Linked DNA regions of Triticum aestivum: regions 1 and 3 are each linked to region 2. The links are chromatin contacts, called in public Hi-C maps. All regions are on one chromosome and are shown on one strand. Each heading gives the region's core, a stretch centred on a gene start, on an enhancer-like site or on the middle of the called end of the contact. The rest is flanking DNA. Distances are from core to core; before and after follow the strand shown.

What was found. Hi-C and Micro-C count contacts between places; a contact is called where the count stands out from the background.
Region 1: a contact with region 2 is called in a Hi-C map of leaf, with 3 times the contacts expected there. The contact joins the enhancer-like site here to the promoter of LOC123163202 in region 2. A contact is called at or near these places in 2 of 5 Hi-C or Micro-C datasets (leaf and an unstated tissue).
Region 3: a Hi-C map of leaf shows a contact between it and region 2, with 5 times the contacts expected there. The contact joins the enhancer-like site here to the promoter of LOC123163202 in region 2. A contact is called at or near these places in 2 of 5 Hi-C or Micro-C datasets (both in leaf) and 1 of 1 datasets of contacts at active chromatin or transcription factors (leaf).

What each region holds. Positions count from the first base shown.
Region 1 is chr7B:233,355,185-233,357,884 of IWGSC CS RefSeq v2.1, reverse strand. No RefSeq gene overlaps it. Among protein-coding and RNA genes, the nearest start is that of LOC123156752, 30 kb to the right of the region's middle. Within about 2 kb of position 1,319, at least 1 of the 8 cell types and tissues checked has an H3K27ac peak or open chromatin away from gene starts, as enhancers often do. A contact at or near this core is called in leaf, where this site is marked.
Region 2 is chr7B:233,805,069-233,807,768 of IWGSC CS RefSeq v2.1, reverse strand. LOC123163202 reads right to left here and starts at 1,395. Exons shown (of 7, transcript XM_044580947.1): 1 at 965-1,395; 2 at 1-337.
Region 3 is chr7B:233,335,560-233,338,259 of IWGSC CS RefSeq v2.1, reverse strand. No RefSeq gene overlaps it. Among protein-coding and RNA genes, the nearest start is that of LOC123156752, 10 kb to the right of the region's middle. Within about 2 kb of position 1,374, at least 2 of the 8 cell types and tissues checked have an H3K27ac peak or open chromatin away from gene starts, as enhancers often do. A contact at or near this core is called in leaf, where this site is marked.

The sequences.
Region 1 (2,700 bases), core at 70-2,569, 450 kb after region 2:
TAATAGCAGTAGCGCGGGATGGGCGGGCGCGTTGCTACTGCGGGTAGCCACCATTTAGTAGCAGCGGTGGATGGTAAATCCGCGCTACTGCTATAGTCATACCTGTAGCGTTGGTTTATATCTAGCACTACCGCTAAGTAGCAGTAGCGTTGGCCCTTGACCCCACGCTATGGTTAAGGTTCTACCTGTAAGGTATTTTCTAGTAGTGTCCTCCTCTCCTGGCTACTACGCATGGAGAAAAGTCAGAGGTAGGCACGTGTCGCCTCGTCAGTGATGGCGAACGTGACAAGCCACACCCGTGCCACCGCTTGCAGGTTACGGATCTCTGCCGCCCACTTGCTCCATGGCCGAAGCCTCATGCCATGGTATTTCGGCGACATCGATTTAGAAGAAGGCTCAAGATGTCGACGTGAGAATGAGGGAGGCATTGGTAAGACGTGCGGGGATCGGTTGATGAAGGGGAGCTCAGGGAGACGGCACGAGGGCACATGAAGTGGCGACGGGGAAGACGGCTCCTGAAGATCAAGGGGGCGCCGACGAGCTGTACGGGGAACAGTTGCAACATCAAAGTTGTGGTATAGGGGCGCCGGCGAGCCGCGCGGGGAGCAGTTGCGACATCGAAGTTGCGGTATGGGGGCGCCGGCGAGCCGCGCGGGGAGCAATTACAACATTGAAGTTGCGGTGTTGTGCCTCAAGATGCGGCGGTGCTCAAGGGGCAGTGGCGACCCCAAGCTCGAGGGAACGGCGTCGGCCCGAGTAAAGGACGACGACGGCGAAAATAATTGGAATGGGGATGGGATAGGGTTTGAGGGAAGGGCGGCGCCGGGATATTATAAACAGGGCCGGGTCAATCGGCCGGTATATGCGAGCCGCCATGCCATGAATAGGGAAGTGGAGCGGTCTCCCTATATTTACAGGGACGTGCTTTTCTTAGTGCAAAAATGGGCCAGGGAAAAAGTTAAGGATGAAAAGCTATTTATTTTTTGAAATGAAAAATGGCAGATGAGCTAGGTCGATGTTTATTCCCAAAACAGAAATTTTCGCCTCATATAACTTTTGAGGATGAAATGGCAGAAGAGCAGGGCAGCAACAACCATGTCGATAGAGCCTTTACAGGCCGCAACAAGGCATAAAGGCACTTGTGCATATGTGTACACTTCTCAGCGGCGAACCATTCCGAGACGGACGCGTATCTGCGAACAAAAACGTCTAAGCTTAACCGCAACGCAACTTCCCGCCCGCCCAGGCACGTCCACTTGTGCGAGTTCAATTTGCTTACGCGCTCTCAAATTATGCTCCAGATAATGCGGCTCACTTAAGCTCGGACAGGAAGGAAACGAATCTGCTTTCTCCTCTCCCTCTCGGCCGACGATGCGAATACGAATCAAATCTGCTTTGTTCATCCAGTTGTTTATGATTATTAATGCACTGTCCGTTGCATACACGCGTGCGAGCCGTATGGTACAATATTGTCAACAAAGATTTTTTTTTTGCGAATGAACAAAGAATAAAAGTATTAATAAATTAAAGAAAAGGTAAGTTACATCTATTTAAGACAACAGCAAAACTATTGTGTTTCACTCGGGCGGTGGCAATAATAGATGCACGTTGAGAGTTGGGATCCGTCCCCAGCACCTTCCCTTTTTTCATTTTCTTAGGCATCTTCTACACTGACCCATAAATTTCTTCTGACCTATGTGGATATGGACAATGGCGGATCCAGACCCTAGGCAGCCAGGGCCTCGGCCTGCGGCATGGCTGGCCGTCACTTTGTTGGCTATAGGTATAGCTACAGTGTTTTGCACTGTTTGACACTATACATACGTTGTTTGTGTGGGGCTTCGCTTTAACCTGGCACCGCTACTGGATATGGATATGGGAGCCGACTACCCAACGCTAGCCGCATATGTCCGATTAAGTTTCAAACACTGTTTCAATTACCGGACGAACTTCATGCAAACAAAACGGAGTTTATCCAAGTTTGATAGAAAATAGCACAAATCATCCATACATAGCATGCAAAGAAGTCTATTACAATAATAGTTCAAATTCAACTAGATTAACCGCATGCTTAACAAGTTTTTCATGAACGGATCATGTCGTCCGAAACATACTACCCTTCAGTTTCATCAAACAGTGTATGTGCGTAAATGGTCGTCCCTCTGTCCCGTGGTACATCACGCCAGCGCGTGCGGGCTACATAATGTGTAGACTAACTTTGAGAATGATTCAATCAATAAGTTGAGCAAGAAGCAAAACTTGCAATGTCCTTAGCGCGCAATGGCCACATTGCCCCAAGCCGACCAACCGTGTCACAAAACTTGGTGACGGAGGTCTAGATGGTGTACCATCGAGACGATAAACGACCTCACATGTGTTGTTGGATGATGTGCATGTCGTAGGGCGCAATGTGCTTTCACGTGTGAAACGAGTCATGCACGCGCTGCCAGAAGATCCCCCTCTGCTCCTGTCGATGAAATCTGCGGGTAGGGCTAACCACGCATTGCACAACAAGTCATCCTTCATGGTCGAGTACCTCGCATCCTTCGTATTCTAAAAAATTGACACAACATCAAAAATACGCTCAATGTCATTTGATTGAACACCTATCGGGCGTGGTGTCCGTCATGGACGACTTTGACAAGGGGGCGGGCTGTACCTGCCTGCGGACGGGTCCAGGGTGGATGACGCCATCGTAAA
Region 2 (2,700 bases), core at 146-2,645:
AATCTCTGATACTCAGCGAGAAGGAAGACCCCCAATCTGTAATCGCTCCTGCAGTACACCTATCCAGTTCCTTTCAACGGCCCTCTCAGTATCTTGCCATTTCAGTGTCCAAATCGATGGACTAGACAAATCACCAATTGAAACCAATCACCACCGGAAGGGCAGAACCACACTGGCATTTCCGATTCAGACCCATTGGAAGCAAGGTTACCATCTTGCCACTACTAATCATGCCCCACTGGCTACCACAACTGGAGATGACACAAAACTTGGAGCCTGAGCAAGCAACCAGGGACCTAGCCAAGGATGAACCATGCAAGGAGATCACGTCACAGCCCTGCAGAAATGAATTGAAGAACATTGATTCAGCAAACTGATGAGCAGACAAAGGCTCAATTGATCCTATCACTCGGCTACACCCATGAATACAAGTAAAATTAATCCCACTACATGACCAAGAGAAGCTCAATTGCTACTAACTATTCTTACACCCATCACATGACTAAACCCATGAATAGAAGGAGTTGGATTAATCCCACTACATGATGAAGAGAAGCTCAATCAATACTGCGTGCTACGGTTACTATATTTAGCTCAGGAGAAACAAACTTGTCAGTTTCTATATCTTCCGCCTGATGCATAGAAATAGCAAGTTCCCAACCAATGATTGCACATCCAACCCAATGCTATCTACTCCACTCCCATACTGCCCAGACCAGGCACAAATGAAGGCATGGTCAGTTAATCCCTGAACAAACGGACATGCATGGACTAAACCTCAAAACTACCGAAATCGGGAGCACGGCAGCAGCCAAATTCGAGGAAATGAGAGGCCCAAATTTGGGGACGGATTGCGGAACCGTCACCGATCGAAACGAAGAACCAAATTCCCCACCGATAAACGGGCAGAGCCCACCAGAGCAACGGGAATCGCAGCAATACAAAGCCGGGGATAAAGGTTTACCTGCCTATCCATCCATGGAGCCAAATGGATTAATCAACAGCGGCACGGCCCGTGCCGCCGAATCGAATCGAGGTCCTCCGAGATTGAGGGCCGCCTCGATCCGACCACCCGGAACCAGCCCGCCCGAGGAGAATCCGCACCTCAATCGCGCCGGCCGATTTCCGCCGGGCTCTCGACGTCCACCTCCGCCGGACCTTCTCCTCTCTTGCGTTCTCCTCTGGCTGCTCTTCTTCGCTCCCCTCTATCGCTTGCTGCTCCAATGGTGGGTATATAATTCCGCAAGCAACTAACCAGGGGTCCTTGATTAGGCGCCAGAAATGATGATATTTTCTAGAGGGGAAACGCTGGGTTGGGTTGGGTTAGTACTAGCAGCGGCAGCGGCATCTGGATGTTTCCAATCAGCTCGGCTGTTTTGGTTTCGCTTTTGTTCTCGTTCGGTTGCCTTTTTTTTCTTTCCGATTCCGAGTGGATAAAATAAATAAAATGTTCTCGCGCCTCGTTTTGTGGTTTCTGTTTTTAACATCCAGGCCCCTCACGTCTCGCAGATTCGGTTTTCTGAGAGTCTGATGTGGCCGTTGAGCGGTGGTGGTTAATGTACCGACTTGTGTAACAAATTCTGTTGCTGCCCATAGGACATTTATTTCTTTCGCAAAATACCTACATCTATTATAAAAGCTAATTAATGAAAAGTACAAAGCACATCCAACATAACAAAAATTACATCGAGGTGCCTAGATAGCTGAACGACCACTACTGCAGTCAAAATGAGCCACCGACGTGTCATTTGTCGCAGCTCCCATACTGGACCCATCCTAGACTTATCGATGACAGTTGAAAAGTTTTCATGAAGTTGCCTCTAAGGACCAGCACCATGTAAACCATAGTCGCCCTTGTTAAACCCTTGAGTCAATCTGAAGTGCCTGCACGCACGCGCGAGAAATCATAACATCAGCTTCCTAAGGAGACGGTAGGAGCCTATACCGAAGCTTCGTCAACTTCGTTAAGATGGATGATTTCGAGGAGGATCAAAAAACCCCACAAAAAAGATATGAATCTTTTCAGGGGCCTGTTTGTAATTTCACGGAAGAAAATGGAGACTGGATTCAAAACTGTGGACTGGACCTACTACTGCTTGGGCGGCTAAGATCCGTTCCACTTTGGTATCAAATCTAAGACCGGGCAGACTGAGAACCTGGTCCATTTCTTCCCAATGACACTCCCTGTCCATGATGCATCATCTTTCTCCCGCTTCCATCTTTTTTCCTTCCCTCGGAGTAGCTTTGTGATACCTGAGCGATGGACTATTCGTAGGATGATGTAAGAATCTTTTACAGTACTGTACAATAGAAGGCTAAATGGATCAGAGTAATGTTGACCACGACAGAAGATGTCATTTGAGACTTAATCGTGGCACAGGACCGTCCAGTAGCGGCAACAGCAGCAAAAGGCGATGTGGATTAGGGACGAGAGAGAGCGGGCCTGATCCACAGCACCACACACCAATGATGGGCTAGCAGGAATGATATTATCTACAGATTAGACAAAGCAACGGTCGATCGCTATCTCATACGTGTGCCACACCACAATCCGCTAGTTTCCAGCATAAGAATCATGGTCCATGATGAGGCAAGTTGCTCCACATGTGGTCGAGCTTTTCTTTGGGTCCGATTCCACCTGTTGCTTTCCGCGTATATACTATAGCTGGCAGAACCTTGGAGACTGCCTCGCCATCGCCC
Region 3 (2,700 bases), core at 125-2,624, 470 kb after region 2:
CGACGCCGGCCGGCCGAACGTCGTGGTCGCCGCGGTCGTCAAGTGGCATGCAGCTAGCTACCTGGCTTAGGGCCTGTTCGCTTCAAAGGATTTGTAGACTTTCCAAAGGAATGTTCATTCCATAGTTTTCAGTTCCTTCACTGGCGTTCGGATCAAGGGAATCAGCTACAGCGTTCTTATGGAAAAGTTCGTAAACAGTGGCCATTTAACAGGAATCTAAACATCTGGTCTGAACCAATTTTTGGGCGGAGGCCCGAGTCAAGCCAACTCGCAAGCCAAATAAAATATTCCTTTCGCATGGGTGGAAGAGAAGCAATACCAGCATGCAGCGATTAGAACACTTGATGCCTGAATAAAATACTCAATACTGTTGCATCAGTAGTACGGCTCCTTTGCTCATACCTCTGGACAATTTCCTGTGAACCGAACACCCTTTATTCTTCTATTTTGCGAACTGCAGTAATGTACTGTACAGCCAACCGCATTCCTATACTTTTTTACATCCCTTTGTTTTTCTTACCTGTGTATCGAACGGGGCCTTACTGGCTTAGCTAGCCGTAACCATCCAGTTACCGGTCGCGCGAGCGCTAGCATTTCGCTGCACTGTCTGTCTGGGTCGATCGGGAGCGCGAGAGATCGGGATCTCCGTCGCCGTCGGGCGAGATGTTGTCTGAAGAGTGAAGAGTATACATCTCACGGTGATATTTACGCACGTATACGTACGTCCGTGCGTACTCCTAGCGAATACTGACCATCGGTAGTAGCTTGTTGCGTACGAGCAGTGTTATACTACAGGGGTACACGCGCGCGCGTACGTACGTACGTACGAGCTAGAGTTCAGAGATCTCAAGCAACGTACAGCTAGCACACACAGTCGTGAGAATAGTATCGCAGTTAGCGTGCTCTTCTGTCACATCTGCACTGCAGCGACGTCGACAAGGAGACCGGTCGATGGATGCAAGCTATCTAGTTTGAGGATTCTGGCAACCGGGGAGCAACGCAACCATGTGTGTATGCATGAGCACGACTAGCTGAAATGAGAACAGTCTTCAGAAAGTGATATGTAGTATGAGTAGAAAATTAAACCTGAATATTAGTTCTGGGGATAAAAAATCTATCGATCTCATGAAAAAAGAAGTACTAGTATGTCTGGCTGCTGTGCATATATAACGGCTGCGTATACATGAATGATTGGTTAATCCATATAAAGAAAAGGGTTTGATGAAAGAGAGAGAAAGGGGCTCTGTCGTGTTGATCGGGTTTTAGTGCCCGGCCCGTGGTCGCTGTTTCGTGATGTGATCCACGGTGCTTTATTATTCAAAGCCAAATCTAGAGTGGATTCGCTCGGGTAGGACAGTGCCTGTCGTTGGGCCCACCCACGAACACCCTCTCAGATGAACCAATCACCGTGCTCGAGCTCTTCCACAAACCACTTGACCCTATCACCTTGCCTTGCCACCATTATCCGACTCTGCCTCTCTTTCTTTTTTCAATTAGATTTTATATAGGAGTATCTCTTAGGCCTTAGCTAGTCGCTGCTTCTGCTTTAATCTTTGCTTAATAACTAATAATAGTATAAATAATCTTGGCTCTTAGTATATACGTTGTAATTAAGCACAAGATTAGTATGTCAACAAATCTACTCCCTCCGTCCCAAATTTCTTGTCTTAGATTAGTCTAGATACGGATGTATCTAATATTAAAACGTGACTTGATATATCCGTATTTAGACAAATTTAAGACAAGAATTTCGGGACGGAGGAAGTATTAACTACTCTCTTGAAACAAAACATGCCCTCACGCCGCGCAATTTATAAATAAAGCACAAACCAAAGTATACAGTTGAATCATACAGAGAAGTCAGGAAGCCCTTTTACAACGTAGATTCTAGGCTAACCTGATAACATAAACGCACGCGAATATGCTATTGAGAGATAACACAGGTCGGCAAGAACACACCGCCACGACATGACGTAGGACACCTAAACTCCACGATAACACCGTCATGAGGGAATACTGTGCGAAGCATCACCATTGTCAAGTCGAAGATGGACAACGGTCTTCACTCGAAACCCTGACACGAAGAGAAGAACCACAACGACGTGCTCAAGAGGAGAAGAACACCAACAGGCGCTGGCTGCTGTCGGTGGCAAAGCGCGGCGCGAGCCGCAGCTCACCAGTGCCACCATGACGCACCTAGGACAACCGCGCCGAGTCCTAGTCATCAGATCTGGATCTGGGCATCACTGTTGTCAAGGACAGAGAGACAGAGCTAGTTGTGGCTCCACCCCTCACCGACCACACGACCAAGAAGTATTGCCACCATTGCCGCCATGTAGCCTGCCGGAGAGCCATCCATTCGGTCCGCCATCCGGGGCCGCCGCCCCGACACCACTAATCATCACCATCCCAAACAGACCACAACAGGAAGAGTGGAGGGCACTCCTTCCACTCCTAACCCGACATCAGTCCCTTGGTCTGGGTCCACATCACCACCGTAAAAGGTGTCGATGCCTAGGTCCCTACCCAGCCCTCCTCGACCGAGGGGGACACGACCCCAACACCGCCTATGGCCACCTCGAGAAGGCCCCAACCAAAGCTCTCTAACCATGCCACGACAAGCTCCCATGACGCCAAGTCCATGGCTATCGGTGCCGAACTAACCAATGACGTAGCAGCGTAACGACCACCATCACTGCC